Linked DNA regions of Sus scrofa: region 1 is linked to region 2. The links are chromatin contacts, called in public Hi-C maps. All regions are on one chromosome and are shown on one strand. Each heading gives the region's core, a stretch centred on a gene start, on an enhancer-like site or on the middle of the called end of the contact. The rest is flanking DNA. Distances are from core to core; before and after follow the strand shown. Region 1 has its middle 440 kb from the start of CBLB. Region 2 has its middle 580 kb from the start of CBLB.

Evidence for each region. A called contact is a pair of places that touch in the nucleus more often than the background predicts.
Region 1: a Hi-C map of embryonic fibroblasts shows a contact between it and region 2, with 2.4 times the contacts expected there. The contact joins two enhancer-like sites. A contact is called at or near these places in 3 of 47 Hi-C or Micro-C datasets (adipocytes and embryonic fibroblasts).

What each region holds. Positions count from the first base shown.
Region 1 is chr13:153,043,128-153,045,827 of Sscrofa11.1, reverse strand. No RefSeq gene overlaps it. Among named protein-coding and RNA genes, the nearest start is that of CBLB, 440 kb to the left of the region's middle. Within about 2 kb of position 1,332, at least 12 of the 83 cell types and tissues checked have an H3K27ac peak or open chromatin away from gene starts, as enhancers often do. A contact at or near this core is called in embryonic fibroblasts, where this site is marked.
Region 2 is chr13:152,902,677-152,905,376 of Sscrofa11.1, reverse strand. No RefSeq gene overlaps it. Among named protein-coding and RNA genes, the nearest start is that of CBLB, 580 kb to the left of the region's middle. Within about 2 kb of position 1,331, at least 6 of the 83 cell types and tissues checked have an H3K27ac peak or open chromatin away from gene starts, as enhancers often do. A contact at or near this core is called in embryonic fibroblasts, where this site is marked.

The DNA of each region.
Region 1 (2,700 bases), core at 83-2,582, 140 kb before region 2:
TACACCACAGCTCATGGCAACGCCAGATCCTGAACCCACTGAGCAAGGCCAGGGATAAACCCACAACGAAACCTAGTTTAATTCATTTCCACTGTGCCATGACGGGAACTCCTATTTTATTTCTTATTGTTGAATTTCTTCCTACCCTAAACTTTCCTGCTCATCTATGGCAGTTTAGTACTTTCATTGTGATTTCTATTCTTTGAAAAAAAGTTTTAATCATTTACCAATTGAGTATTCATATTTTATTTTAGATTGTAATGTTGCTTCCATTTCTTGGTGTTAGTCCTCTCCTTGCTATGTCACCAATTCTTCCTTAAGGTGATAGTTTCCTCATCTGATATACAATTATTTAACATGAGTTCATTTTTATTAGGATTCTTCGGAGAATCTAAAGTTCTTGCTCTGACATGGGAGGTTCTCTGTAGAGTGGTTTATTTCTTTTGTGTCTAAGGAGCTTCAGTTGTATAGTAGCCAGAACTCTAGATGGGCCCCATGACCCATATCTCCCGATGTTACCTTATGATTATGTTATATTACAGGGCTGTAATGGTTAACTTATACGCCAATTTGGCTTAGTTATAGTCTCTAGTTAGTCAATCAAAGAGTAATCTAGGAGTTTCTCTGAAGGTATTTGTAGATTTGATTAAAGTCATAATGAGCTGACTTTAAGTAAGTAAGATTAGCCCAGCTAGTCTGAGTGCGCCTGATTTAATCAGTTGAAAGGTCTTAAGAGCAGAACTGAGACTTCTCAGAAGAAATCCTGTATGTGGACTACCATTCCAGCCTGCTCTCCCTGCCAAGCTGTCCTACAGATTTCAGACTTTCCGAGCCAATCCTCACACTCACCTATGCCAATTCTTGCAATAAATCCCTTGAGGCAGGTCTCCTTTTCTGTTTCTCTGATTGAACACTGGCAGAAACACTGGCAAAGAAATTTTTCAGATATAATTAAAGGCAGAAAAGGAGCAAGTACCTCCAATCTATACCTACAAAGAACTTATTCTTCCAACAACCTGAATGAACTGGGAAGCAAATTCTTTCCTGGGATGTCCAGATAACAGCTCAGCCCAGCTGACACCTTGATTTTGTCCTTGCATGACCCCAAGCAGAGCAACCAGCTGAGTCGGCTCGGTCTTTGGCCTAGAGCACTGTGAGTTTAAAAGCAGACATTGTTTTAAACCTCTAGGTTTGTGGTAATTTGCTATACAGCAATAAAGAACCAATGGAAATGATTCATTCTGACTTCTGAGGTTAGCATTCCATACCATGGATAGTGTGATGTGAACTTCATCTACTTAGGAATGACCCAGGCTAGAGTTTAAATTCCTGATATGTGACTATTTCTACCCATAACCTCTGACAGGCTGCATTCTTCCTTGTAGTTTATTTAGTCAGTGGGTGAAACATGACTAGTCCTGTTTTTACGAAACAGGCAGCTCTTGGCTTTATGAAGAATCGCAGATTCAGGTCTACATATCTCTTTCAGAATTTTTACATTTCATCCTTAAAAATCTCTTTCATGTAATACTTTTAAAGGCTAGTCTGAGGCTTCTTTAGATAGGAACTGGATCTGGAAAGAATAGAAAAGGCAGAAGTGATCTTTCTTACAGGAAAAAAAAAAAAAGAATTAAGTTTCTATCTCAAAACTTCTAATCCTAAACATGTAAACTTAATTATAAGAAAAACCAGGATCAGGTGGTAGAATATAATATAGTTTCACTGTCACTTAACTGAGTTCCTTGGAGATAAATATTTCAGAATATAGCACTTTTCCAATTTCACAAACGTAACGAAGGGCATTTACTATACATTACATTATGCCCCTTCTAAACCTGGGTCAGTGTTCTATAATCAAAGACAATGGAATTCAGTGTATCAATATTCCTATCAAGTGGATAAAGAACATGAATAGCTTCATGTAAGCTCAGGTGAAATTTCACTGCTATTTGATTCAAGTTAGGGAAGAATTTACCATGAAACACTTAAACTCTAAGACTTGGGAGCGCTTGAATTTTGGAATTTTAATAAGGAAGATGTAAATATTAAGTGAAGAGTTTTAAGGAATTAAAAAAATATGAGATCCTAAGAAGTGGGATAAAAAGTAATATTCTTCCATAAATAACAACAAAAATCTTGATAACAGGGCTTTCCAGATAATCATATAATTTTTTTAAAAGCATCCGGCTAGTCATACTCCTTTTATCCAGGCTTAGCACATGGTGTTTTAAACTTGCCCTTTTAAATTATGAATTCCACTTAGACATGGATATAGCCTATCACTATTAGCACTAAATAAACATTGAGATGTCAAAAAGTTATCAAACCATCAGGTTATTTTGCTATGTGCTATCTCACAGATCCTTTGAATTCTCTTTTCCTTGGGGATAACAGCCAGTGTTTGCTTATAATTGGACACTGTCATTCTAAAGGGAGCCCTACAACCTCAGATACCAGCATAGTTGAGAGGACTCTGATTTATGGCTTAAGTGAAAAAAAAAAAAAAGCCATTTACTTCTTTTGCTGTTCTTCAAAGGAAATTAGACCAGAGAAGAAGATGCATATAATTCTGGAATAATGCTGAATGGGGAGTGTGTGTGTGTGTGTGTGCTCATGCACATACGCATGCCTGTGTAGCATTTTAAAGCAGGTGTAAATAAATAACCTTTCCAATTATTTTAATTCTTTCAAAGAAGTCAA
Region 2 (2,700 bases), core at 82-2,581:
ACCAGTAGACAAAGTTCACTACTGAATGTAACACCAATGCTGAAATCAAGCTAGAACTTTGTGGAATTTGCTTCGTTACTCAATTCATAATTCTCAGCCTATATTTTATAGTTAGTTCTCTTTTTCCTTTAGCATACATTTGTATACTAAGCTGCAAAGGAGATAACTGACTAAGCCAAAATGTAGCTTTTTTTTTTCCTTTCAATGTAAGTAATTCGGGGGCAAATCCAAACCAATGCAACAGCATGTTAAAAAAAAAAGTAAGATCAGGGAGTTCTCCGATGGCCTAGTGGGTTGAGGCTCCTGTGTTTTCACTGCTTTGGCTCTGGTTGCTGCTGTGTGGTATAGGTTTGATCCCTGGCCCAGGAACTGCCACACATTGCCTGGTGGCAAAAAATAAAAACAAACAAAATGAAAACAAAAACAAGAGAGAACCTAAAATAAACATTTCAACTCTCATTTAAGTGGGATGGACTGGGAATCTGGGATTAATAGATGCAAACTATTGCCTTTGGAATGGATAAGCAATGAGAGCCTGCCCTATAGCACTGGGAACTGTATCTAGTCACTTATGATGGCGCATGATGGAGGATAATGTGAGAAAAAGAATGTATATATGCATGTGTGACTGGGTCACTTTGCTGTACAGTAGTCTAGCCACTTATGATGGAGCATGATAATGTGAGAAAAAAGAATATATACATGTATGTGTAACTGGGTCCCCATGCTGTACAGTAGAAAAAAAAATAATGTATTGGGGAAATAAAAATAAATAAATAAATAAATAAATAATGAAAAAATGAAAAATGACAGAACACTGTAAACCAGCTATACTGGAAAAAATAAAAATCATTTTAAAAAATAAAGAAAAATAACAACAACAAAAAAAAACCCAAAGCCACAACAGACAATGGCACCTATCCACAACAGATGGTCATTCTCTACTTTCCAAAGAATGTGTGTTGGAATCCCTTAGTAACAATAAAGACAAATTTCCCATGTCTGCCAAGCCTAGAGCTGTCACTGGAATCTACAAACGCAGCCCAGTGTTTGTGGCTTTCTGACTGAGAGCAATGTTTTCAAGGCTTCAGATATCACTTGGGCTACGTGCCACCTACTAAGTGATCGTGGTTTAAATTCCCAAAGCATGGGAGCATAACATTACTCACTGAACATTTCTCACACTTCTTTTTACTTTACCATGTCATCAACTTATTCTTGAAAATATGCTTTCTTGCTTTTTTTTTTCTTTTTAGGGCCACACCCATGGCATATGGAGGTTCCCAGTCTAGGTGTCTAATCAAAGCTACAGCTGCCAGCCTATACCACAGGCACAGCAATGCCAGATCCAAGCCACGTCTGCAACCTATACCACAGCTCATGGCAAGCAGGATCCTTAACCTATCAAGCAAGGTCAGGGTCAGGGTTTCTAGTCAGATTCATTTCTGCTGCAGCATGATGGGAATTCCCCTTCTTGCTTTTTAAAAAAATCTTTCAGCTTCACTTGAAATAAAGTTTGAGCAGTAACTGCTTACTAACCTTCACAGCTCACTGAAGGATGCTGCTAACAGAGGTTTTACTAAAAATAACTGGGATGTGGGGGAAGTCAGTGTGTGTATGTATTTGTTTTCTATCTACTTCTCCACTGGCACAGAACTACTGTAACATGTGAGTATTAGCAAAGAAAGAAAAAAAAATGAAAGGAAATCAGGAAGACACCCAGGAGATAATATATTGTGGCTGATGACGTATAAAAATCTGACCTGTCTACCCAATGACAAACTATTCTCCTTTTTCCTCTGATACTTCATGTAAAATTTCAAAGCAATGGATGACATAGAGAAGCAGTTGCTTTTCCTCTACTCCTTTAAGTTTTAGCTTCCTGAAAATTAACCACTTGTCTTCCAAACCATTTTTTCACCCCTCCTGCTTCCACTGAATGATACATGTCTAAATCTACATGACCCTCAAAAGTCCTTTTCCTTGGCTCAGGCTCAGTTTTCTTTTGATGAAAATGTTAAAGCACACCAATGATCATGTAAGAATTTTCCCAGTTCAAAAATCAATAAAAAATTTCATGCCACTTTGCTCTAAAAAATAAAAATAAATAAAACAAAAGTCAAGACATCTAATTCAGGATGCAATGAATGAGCAATGTAGTCTATTAAATTACCACACTATATAGTATGATCTTATATTTTATACCAAAAAACAGTGTATCTGCTTTGAATGAATGCACATAAAAAAAGCTCACAAATATTGGCTCTTCCATGGGGTAAGGACATAATATAGAAGACTTTTCCTCTTGGCAACACAACTAATTTTATACTATTCTTCATTTTTCATATTATGTAAGAATAATGTTTTTAAACAAGCGTAGATTACCTAAGTAATTTTTAAAAGCAATAGAAAAATTCAAGAATATAGTATTAGATAACAAAAAGTGAGCTTATTAATCATCATGAAGGAAGATGCATAAAATTTTCCCTAGTTCATTTGATGGGAATTCTTTTTTCTTAATTCAAGTATAGTAGATTTACAATGTTGTGCCATTTTTGCTGTACAGCAAAGTGACTCAGTCATCCATATACATACAAGATCTTTTTATATTATCTTCTATCATGGTATGTCCCAAGAGACTGGATATAGTTCCCTATGCTGTACAGCAGGACCTCATTGCTTATCAATTTTAAATGTAGT